Regions from separate parts of the Mus musculus genome. Here regions 2 and 3 are each linked to region 1. Evidence: chromatin contacts called from public Hi-C and promoter capture Hi-C data. All regions are on one chromosome and are shown on one strand. Each heading gives the region's core, a stretch centred on a gene start, on an enhancer-like site or on the middle of the called end of the contact. The rest is flanking DNA. Distances are from core to core; before and after follow the strand shown. Region 1 holds the start of Pik3ca (phosphatidylinositol-4,5-bisphosphate 3-kinase catalytic subunit alpha). Region 2 holds the start of Sec62 (SEC62 homolog (S. cerevisiae)). Region 3 holds the start of Prkci (protein kinase C, iota).

Region 1 (3,371 bases), core at 563-3,062:
AGCTCTCAAGGGAATCCTCTCTCACAAACTCACTGCTCTACTTAGCTCCCTGTACTCAATGACCTGTCTTTATCTACAGGCATCTTACTTGAAAGTTTAAAAACCTTAGATAAGCTCAATGTTTTTGTATCTGTGTATTCATCTTTCAACTCCTTCCACTTGAGCAGGCTTGCTTTCAAGCATTATACTCTGTCACCAATAAAATAGCAACATTTGTTCCTTATTTCCCTTCTGATGATTTTACTATTCTGATGTGGTAACATTTGCTTCAATCACTCGTTCTGCAATTTTTTTTAAATGTGTACTTGCCTATTTTGCTTATTTTGAAAAATGAACGATTTAAAAAAAAATATGGATGACTACATATTTCCTATTGTCTCCCTTTAAAAAGTCCCACAACACGAGGTGGAAAAAAACAAAAAAACAAAAAAAAAACCCAAAACCCTAAGTCAACAAAACCCAAACCCAAAAAACAAAACCAAACACCAAACCAACAGTACCCTTTCAGATAATTTTGACAGATACTGCAGAACAGTTAATCTGGTAATTAAAAATTTCCAGAACACGTGATGTTTATTTATACCGTGATCTACGCTGTCAACCAGAACCCGACGCTTTAGTTTGAAACAAAAATACCTTACAACTTGAATTCACAGACACGGTGGTAGATTCTTGGATTGCAGTTGCAGTGGGAGCCCACTAATCAAAACACCGTGTTTTGATTTGTCCAAATTAATTTAGCAACACAGTATCTTTTATTTTTATTTTTCTTGGCCCAGGACTTTTCTTACAACGCATCATTAAACACAAGAGATTCGACATCACACGATGTCAACAAATACCAAGAGAGGCTAGCTTCCAATATGGTCTAAAGTGATTCAAAAGTTGCAGTGGCAACGGCCAGACCGGAGCTACCTGGGCTCTATCTACCCAAGCCGGTTTCCCCAGGGTCCCGCGAGCCCACGCCCCGCGTGTGCACAAAGGCGCAGTGGAGGCACGAGCTTTGGGCTGCAGTCTACTCTGTCCCCCACAGACGCAGGCTGCACAAGCCCTCCGCTGGTCTTCCATCTACCCACGTAGAGCGGAGGCTGACACCGTCCGCGAGCGGCAGAAGAGGCCGCACGGTCCCTGGATCGCAGGGGAGGCACGGAGAAGACGAGCGCCCGCGAGCCGACACCCGGCTCCGGAAAGGAAGGCCCGGCGAGAGTGAGGGCGGCGGGGCTCGCCAACACCCGACCCCGGGGCGTGCGGCCCTGCGTGCCCTTCCCGGCCTCGCTGCGATCGCGCGATGGAGGAGGACCGGGCGGAGGCCGGGTACGAGGAGAGGGGCCGGGAGCCCGCCCGCCCGCCCGCCCGGAGCCCGCCCTCCCTGCCATCTACTCACGCTCCGGCTTCTCTAGGCTGCGCGGCTCCCGCCGCATCGGGTCCCGGCCCCGCGGGCGGCGGCGGCGGCGGCGCCGAGGGAGAGGACAGCGGGCGGCGCGGCGCCCGCCTCCCGGGCCCTCTCCCCCGCCGCTGCGGAGCGGCCCGGCCGGGCCCGAGCGCTGCCTCGCCGGCCGCCCCAGCCCCAGCCTCGGCCGCCGCGGCACCGGAACTGCCGCTCGCTCGAACGCTCTCTCCGCTCGGCGCCGGCCCCGCCGCACGCCCCCACCCCCGGCTCCGCTCGCCGGCGCCCGGGCTCTTTTTCCTTTTGTTTCCAGAATAAACTTTATTGGTCTCTCTTTCCGCTCACATCGTGTAAACAAACAACGAACTCTTCCCCACCCCCTCGGCTCCCCCCTCCTGGGGCAGAGGAGGGTGAGAGCTGAGGAGGGGCCGAACTTGCAACGCCCCGGAAACAGGGCTGCAAAGACCGGAAGTGAGGCGGAGAAGAGGCCGGGCAATGGGCAAGTTCGGGAACAGTGACTCACTGCGCCTGCGTCCTGCTCTTCCGCCCCGAGTGGCAGTGCGAGTCAGCGCTGCAGTCGTAGCTCAGGCGGTGGTGTCATCCTGGGACGGCGGACGTGTCAAACCTATTAGCTTCTTCCAGCGGCAGTCTGTCTTGGGAGAAGCAGACAGGAAAGTCGGGAGCGAGGGATGCCCAAAGAGGAAACGAAAGGAGGGCAAGATGAAGGGTGGCTCTCCCAAATTGGATGCGGATTTCAGGAAGAAGTCTTTTGCAAACACTGGTTTAAATTGTAACCCACTCCGATAGCCCTCTGCAGTCTTTAGAGGTCTTTGGCTATGTCCAGTCTGTTTTCCTTGTATCCCAGCTATAGAAGCTGTGTTACTTTTTCATTTTTGAGGCTTCAAAATAGTTATGCTGGCTTTAAGTACGATTCAACGTGGTGAGGTACTGCCTAAGGTTTTGGTTGCAAGGAATGAGATATGTTGACTTTTAAACGATGCAACCCCAGTAATCCCACCACTCAGGAGGCTGCCGGATCTCTGAATTCCTGAGTTCGAGGCCAGCCTGGTCGAGAGGCGGGGGCGGCAACAGACGGACAGACAGACAGTCGGTATCCTGCGTTTCTCTCCTTACGGGTCTTTTATCATATTGAAAAAGCCTAAGGTCCAGAATCGAAGTCAGAGCCAAGTCCGGCAGCCTAGTGCCCCCTGGAATTTTTAAAGTGTAGAGGACAGGAAATACACTCAAAACTGCCACGCGTCCTCAACCTCGTCTTAAGGATTCATTCCTCTGTGTTTTACTGGACTGTCTGTATTTCCTGTTTTCTTTCTTTTCCACCCTAAGGCCTCGTTTTAATCTCACATTCCAGGGAATCTGAGTTTTAAAATATTTAACTAGTCGTGTCCGGCAGTTTCAGAACACCCTTATCCCCGGTCGAGGAGTTAAATAACCTTGAATTTCATAGTTAATCTTAGGTCCTAAAAGCATCATTACTTAAATTGTGCTTCCTGTGTGATATTAATAGATAATACTTGGTCAGGGAATTTTATGCTGGGAATAGTTTGCTTTCTAATTTTTTTTTTTTTTTTTTTTTTTTTTTTTTGGTTTTTCGAGACAGGGTTTCTCTGTGTAGCCCTGGCTGTCCTGGAACTCACTTTGTAGACCAGGCTGGCCTCGAACTCAGAAATCCGTCTGCCTCTGCCTCCCGAGTGCTGGGGTTAAAACCACGCCCAGCTGGGTTTTTTGGGTTTGTTTGTTTGTTTGTTTGTTTTTTAAGCTAGGGGCCAAACTGGGGACTTTGTGTATGCTAGCAAGTCCCCTACTACAGAATTACAGCCTTGAATTCTTTCTGCAGTATTGCTAAATGTTTAAAGTATGTTACACATCTGTGGGATAGAATCATTAAAATACTGAAAGAAAAATGCTTTAGAGGAAAAGAAAAGTTACTTATTATTATATTATTAGACTGTGAAGCAAGCAAACC
Region 2 (3,371 bases), core at 251-2,750, 1.6 Mb after region 1:
CTGGTATCTTTCCCACAGTATTTAAAATTGTTTTCAACTGTAACTTACATAGTTCAAAAGGCCTGTAGGCCAATAACTTGATAAGTCTTTAAAAAAATGGATATAAAAGGAAAACAGAAAAAGACATCCTACGTGGGGAACAGAAAGACAAGAATGAGTGTAACAACTTGTGACTGACATATTAACAACTTACTAGAGACCATCAACTTAGGCCTTTGGTTTCTGAGTGAGCTCTTGAGGCGCTCACATCCATGTTTAAGGTGCATCGAACAAAGGACACCCAACAGGGCGAAAACTGCGGGGAAGAGATGCTCAGGTGACATTCATAAGGGATGAGGGAGGCACAGTATGTAGGGCGTGAGGCTGACAAGCTGGCATGTGGAAGGTTTCTGGGTGCCACCAGCCCATTGCAGCACTGACCGGGCAGGGTTTGTTTACATCGTGTCGCCTGGAAGAAAGCCGGCAAGGTTCAAGCCCGGCTATTCGGTTAAAAGAGCCATTGGGAGGGGAATGGAGGGCACACGCCGCTTAACATCTGGAAGGAGCCCTGGGGCCGGGCGGCCCGGGGCCAGCTGACCGACCGACCGTCTGCAAGCACAAAGAACCGGCGGCGGTGCCGCAGGTCAGCCCTCCTTCCACCCCAGCTACCGTGGCCTTAATATCGGGACGCCAGGGAGACACGGAGGAGGGAGGGAGGCCGGCCGGCGCCTGGCGTCCGCGCTCCCCGCGCAGGCCCGAGCCCTCCGCCGCAGGAACGCGGGGCCGGACGCGGGATTCGAGCGCCGCGCCTCCCTCCCTCCTTCCTTCCCCGGACGCACCACAGAGCCCTCGGCCGAGCGGCCGCTAACACCGTCCCGCCTCGAGACCATCCCGGCGCCGCGACCCCGCGGAGACGGCCTCCGGGCGTCCGGCCGCTCGGGACGTCTCCCCCTGTCCCTCCTCGTCCCAGCGCGCCCGAGCCCGTCCCCGGTCCCACGGCCCCGCCGAGCTACCTGGATCCGCTTCTTGTGTCGCCTGCGTTCCGCCATGTTGGCCGCTCCGCCCGGTTCCTTCTGACGTGGAGCGAGTCGGGGAGGGGGCGGCTGAGATCTCGCGAGAGCGCGGCGGCTCGCGGCCCGTTATGTAACCCGCCGCGGGCTCTGGGCTGGGGGCGGCCTCCGTGGTCTTCCCGCCGTCCGTGCGGTGGCGGACGACGCGGGCTGCTTCTGCTTCTGGTCCCGGAGGCCGGCGCCACGTGAGTCAGAGCGCTGGAGGCTGGCAAGTCGCGTCGGCTCTCAGCCCTGACTGAACGCCCGAGTCACCTGGCTGGCGTGTAAACACAGATCCCCGGGCCCCGCCCCTCAGAGTCGCTGACGCCGCCGGGACCACCGGGGCGCACAGCGTCACCTGTGGCGCTTCCTGCCCCAGCGAGCCCCGTGGCACCCCACTTCAGTCCCGCCAAGTTCCCCTTAAAAGGTGGAAAACAACTTCAGAGTCTGACTCCATTAAACACAGCTCGTCCCCAAAGCCTTGGAATGTCCGCTCCTCACGTGACACCTCACAACCCATCCTTAGACTCCAGAAGGCTGGATGAGCCCAGGGAAGTTAAGGTGGAAAGGAGCAAGACTAGTTGGGATGCAGTAGACTGCAGGCCACTTCTATATGACTATTCTGACGACCTGCTATATGACTATTATTCCAGAACTTTCTAGACCAAAGACATGGGTAGTTAAGTGCTTAGGTACAAGTTCTGATGACATTGTGGCTGTAAGAAAGTTGAAAAAATGCAGAAAAGATAAAACCAATAAAGTTTAATTCTATCCCTTGAGTCAGTTAATCATTTTAAATTTCTTTTGTCCTTTATATCCACTTTGCGTGTACATGGGATGTGTGTGTATGTTGAATTTATAAGTCTTCTCTGTTCCCCCCCAAACATCATGGAACCTGGTAGCCTGTTTGTTGTTGTGGTTTTTTTTTTCAGTTTTGCATTGTAAACTTAATTTCAAAATCCTTAAAGTTTTCTATTTCATATATCTGACATAATAATATGTAGTTGAAGCAAAGCTCAGTACTTTGATGCCTGATCATTTATATACTAAGATAGCTGAAGGTTGGTGGTTTTTGTTTTTAACTATGCAATTCTACTCTCAAGAGATCTGTAATTTGGCTCTGCTGTCAGGAAGCAGGGGAGAACTAATAATTCTTACGTATTAACACAAAACTTGGAACATACAATATCTTGTTTTCTCTAGCCTTTCCTACCCAGATGATTGTCAGGACAAGCTAATAGCTAGCAGATGATCTCCCTGAGATTGTGTGCCTCAGATTAACATAATCCGTGACAGATTTGCTCCCATAGGCAAAGCCCAGGAGAAAATAATTTTAGGAAAGATTCCTACTATTAATATGCTTCTCCTGTTATTATTAAACATATATAACAATCACTAGGTATTAGCCTACCTCTTTGAGCAGATCTCTGCAGTTGCAGATCTACAGAGATGTACTGTCTTGTAGGGATGCTATATAGACAAATGGATGACTTAATTCTTAATGATGATCCTGTAAGGATTCCTAAAATTGTACCAGTATGTATTAAGCTGTCAAAACTGCAATGAGAACTCTGCCAGTCTCTGTCACCAGTTAATTGCCTCTACTACTCAGAGCACATTCCAAAAGGTTGTAAAACCATTAACCAAAAGTCATAAAAAGGGAACTACGATTATATTATAGGTGCTAGGACAGAAGATACAATGTTGACTGGGTTTATCTATACAAAACTTCACTAGTAACTTGGTTATGTTTTTTAACTCTCTGTGACCCTGTAGAGTTGTGACAGGGGATGAATGTTTAGCCAGGTAATTACTCCTAATGGATATACATGTAAACATTCTCTGCTGTAAACTTCTATTTCAATTTATGATTTGAATTTATGAGTAAACTTGTGACGAACTTTTTACCATGTGATCATGTGTTCTAAAAGATGTATAAGTGCTGCCGACAGAGAAAGAAACAGAACTAGGCTGAGGAGGACTTTTTAGTCAGATCTGAACAGAACCTTTTAGAAAACTAAACTGAGGACAATTTTTTTAGTCATGACATAAAAACTTTTTAGAGAGAACTGAGCTCAAGAACTTAGAAGTAAAGGCAGAGCATTGGGAGAAAAGGCTTTGAGAGTAAGAGCATTGCTGTGACATCAGAGCAGGAGGAGAGAGAAAATTAGAAGGAGAATGCAGAGTGGAATAACTTAGAAACTATAAGGTAACACAAAAAAACTAAGAGACCAATCTGCAGAATGTAGAGGGAAGGAGGATAGGAAAAGAAGCTACAGAGAGAGCAGAAGGAGCAGGCAGGCTTTTCCTTACTATGGGACAGAACAGGTAGGTCTTTTCTTA
Region 3 (3,371 bases), core at 547-3,046, 1.4 Mb after region 1:
GGCATTTCCTCCTCTACACCTAATACGCCACAGGCTGCTAACTTTATAAGTGGAACCTACTCAAAAGCAACGTTTCTCAATCCGTAGATCTAGATCCCTTTGGGAGGGGTCTAAGAGCATCCGAAAACACAGATATTCATGTTACATTCATAACAGTAGAAAAATTACAGTTACAGGTAGTAGCAAAATAAATTGGGGTCACCACAACATGAGGAAGAGTATTAAACAGTTGCAGCATTGAGAACCACTGCTCTAAAACAAATGTCTCTCAAATTATCAGAAAGTTGTGTGTTTGTCCTCGGAAGGATGGGCTGTGGCTCTTCCAATCTTGCAAAGTTTGTTCATGGCTGACCATGAACCAAAATGCCTAAAGCAATTATTATGACAACTACCAACTTTTTAAAAATTTCAAAAAAAAAAAAAATTAGTGCGTTTGCGGAGACTATTTTAACCTCATTTTCTCTGTTTTAAGTGAAAAGAACATTGTCTACTGCAAATTCTACGAATTAGTCCCAAATCAGTCAATGTCAGAGGCTGGAAGATAACACACAAATCTAAGGCCTTACATGTACACATTAAGACATGTGCAGCTTCAGTTCTCTTGAAAGGAAAACAAGAAAGAACCGGGAAGGTCTGCTATCTTCACTGATCCCCTCAGGAATGTGAAAGCACGCACAGCTCTTTTAACCTTGTAGCACTTGAAGCTTTTAAAAGCAATTTATTTCTGCCTAGACAAGCAGAGAGGTCTTCTGTTAATCCCTGCTCTCCAGTCTTTATGCTCACGCTGGCCTTTCACCTCAGCAGAGATCCTAAATTATCTCAAACCACACACTGAAGTCAAAGGAGAGGAAGAACTTTATGATAAGTCACGATAGAAAATGATTTGGGCTATGCTCAGAACTGGATTACTTTTGGCAGAGACATTAGTTTAAACGTTTGGTAATCAAGTGGGGTAAAGATCGTTTCTAGAATTTAAAGCCTTGGCTTCTCACCTTTCGATAGCTCACCCTAACTTCCAAAATGTGGGTCAGCACATTTGCACCTTAATTCTGACCACCCAGGATCCAGTGCACATCCTATTAAAAAGTATCGACTTTGGTACTAACTCTAACACCTATAGCGGCTCTCTGACCATAGTCCAGACTTATTTCATGAACTCTCCCACGGCGAAGGATAGATGTAAACCTGATTTATAAGACGGAGGCTTCAGGCCTGTCTGCAATGAAAGGAGCCACCTAACGAAGCAGTCCAGGCTTGCGTGCCCACAGTAGTGAGTGAACAGAGGCTTCCCTCGAAATCTTCAATCCACCCAGTCCCGAAACAGTTGCAAATTTCTCCGTCAGCTGATTTGTCCTCCCCTCCGGTTGCGCCCACTCTCCTCCGCCGACTCCTGGCGACCTACACTCATACGTCCAGGGTGCCACCAACCGCACCTCTCGCCGCCCCCACGATCGCTCGGGTCCCTGACCGCCAACACTCACCCGCGGTAGTAGGCTTTCACCCGGACCTGGTGGGAATGGTCCCCGCCGCCGCCGCACGCGACCGTGTGGGACATGGTGCTGCTGTCCCTCTGGGTCGGCATCTCCTCACTCCCCCGCCTCGCCGCAGGAGGCCGAGGGGGCCGGGGCAGCGCCGGGCGCCGCGAGGGTCTCGGCCTCCCGAGCCTGTCGGGAAGCCGTGGCCGCCCGCCTCGCCGACCAACACGCCTAGCCCGCGGCGCGGAGCGAGCAAGGGGTCGCTTCGCCGCCAAGCCCGAGCCCCAGCGCTCCTCCCTCCGCCCGGCACAACACGCCTCCCGCCGCGGCTCCTCCCACCACGCTCGCTCCCAAGGCCGCATTCCGCGGCAGGGCGGGCTCAGGAGTCGCGGAGCCCCGGCGCTCTCATCCTCACGGGGGGGAGAAGAGGCTAGCAGAGGGAACAGAACCCACCAGCCTACTAACAGACGCTCTGAAATGGGAATATACTTGGATATTAATATAAGTAATTGTAAACCACGCCTTTAAATGGAAGGATTTCTACAAAACAACCTACAGAGCACCCACGCTCAAGGTTGCTTCCCCTATTTCTTCTATTTAGTCTCGTCCCAGCTAGCCCGCCACGCTTCCGGAATGTATTTGCTGCGCGGGATTCTGGGATTTGGAGTCCCGGTGGGATTCTGGGACTTGTTCCTTAAGTGTAGAGTGCCGCGTTTTCGATCTTGTGCTTCCCGGGAGTTGTAGGCATGGAAGTCCTGAAAACCGCTTGAGTATCTGAGGGCACTGGAAAGATGGCTTCGTCAAGATGTAGAATCTCCTTCCAATTAAATTCTCCATGTCAATTTCATTGATCATTGAAATTAAACAGTTCCCTTTTGGGGGAACAAGATTTGATTACCTGCTCAGCAAATCCTTTTCGGGGAGAATTTAATAATGTAGGTAGCAAAAGCATTAGTGAATGCAACGAAAGAAGAAACTCAATTGGGAGATACCACAGGAGAGAGACTTCTTCAAGGCCCTCAACCCGTGAATATTGCCATTCTATAGAAGAAAGTGCCCAGTGAATACTTAACTAGTGTGTCAGTTCATTAGCATTTATTTTACTTACACTAGTCTGGTCGAGAATTAGAAAAAAAAATCTGTCCGTGTAACTTACTTTCGGACTTCCTCAGATCTTGCCTGTATCACTTACTCTACCCTTAAGGTAGCTTGAATCTAGCCACCAGGTCAGCTCAGATAGCAACATGTGCAAATTGTTGAAATAAGCAAAGATATGGCTTTCTTTTTGTTATTGTTTGTTTGTTTTTGGTTGGTAAGAGGTTTTCTCTCTGTAGCTGTCCTTGAACTCATTCTGTCAGGCTAGACTCAAACTCAGAGATTCGCCTGCTAGTGCCTCCTGGGTCCTATTAAGGGCATGTGTCACCACTACCCAGCAGCTTTCTTTATAATCATACATTAGATTTGGTTGCTTGCTTTATCAGAGCTACTATGTGTGACACTTAGCTTGGTACTAGCTTCATCCAACGTCCACAAATTTGGAGTATATGAAAATTTCCACTAAATAACTTTTTTTTTTTTAACAATTAGAGGCTGCATCATCACGTTAAATATGGATTGATTGCTGATGGTCATTTTTTTTAATTATTATTTTATGTATGAGCACCACACACCGCCTGGTTCCTGCAGAGGTCAGAAAGGGGTGCCAGATACACTGGAACTGGAGTTTCAGATAGTTGTGCTGGGAATCAAACCCAGGTTCCCAGGAGGAACAGCCAGTGCCTTTAACTACTGAACCATCTCTCCAGGCAGAGATCACCAATTTTTAATTGCATTATTGAAACTTTTTAATGCTTTGTGACAAGTTTACAATTATATAAAGCTCTAGAAAAATAACTA

What was found. Hi-C and Micro-C count contacts between places; a contact is called where the count stands out from the background. Capture Hi-C pulls out chosen DNA fragments and counts their contacts.
Region 2: a contact with region 1 is called in a Hi-C map of regulatory T cells, with 11 times the contacts expected there. The contact joins the promoter of Sec62 here to the promoter of Pik3ca in region 1. A contact is called at or near these places in 2 of 39 promoter capture datasets (hippocampal neurons and pre-B cells), 2 of 484 Hi-C or Micro-C datasets (CD8 T cells and regulatory T cells), 4 of 115 datasets of contacts at active chromatin or transcription factors (astrocytes, embryonic stem cells, large pre-B cells and 1 more) and 2 of 9 other capture datasets (adipose tissue and liver).
Region 3: a promoter capture Hi-C map of liver shows a contact between it and region 1, with 7 times the contacts expected there. The contact joins the promoter of Prkci here to the promoter of Pik3ca in region 1. A contact is called at or near these places in 11 of 39 promoter capture datasets (the 3T3-L1 cell line, 3T3-L1-derived adipocytes, the C10 cell line and 6 more), 2 of 484 Hi-C or Micro-C datasets (CD4 T cells and cardiomyocytes), 7 of 115 datasets of contacts at active chromatin or transcription factors (embryonic stem cells, epiblast stem cells, large pre-B cells and 3 more) and 2 of 9 other capture datasets (adipose tissue and liver).

The regions. Positions count from the first base shown.
Region 1 is chr3:32,395,506-32,398,876 of GRCm38.p6, reverse strand. Pik3ca (phosphatidylinositol-4,5-bisphosphate 3-kinase catalytic subunit alpha) reads right to left here and starts at 1,812. Exons shown (of 21, transcript NM_008839.3): 1 at 1,385-1,812.
Region 2 is chr3:30,791,005-30,794,375 of GRCm38.p6, reverse strand. Sec62 (SEC62 homolog (S. cerevisiae)) reads right to left here and starts at 1,500. Exons shown (of 8, transcript NM_027016.2): 1 at 993-1,500. The coding sequence starts at 1,028.
Region 3 is chr3:30,994,196-30,997,566 of GRCm38.p6, reverse strand. It overlaps Prkci (protein kinase C, iota), which reads right to left and starts at 1,796. Exons shown (of 18, transcript NM_008857.3): 1 at 1,482-1,796. The coding sequence starts at 1,582.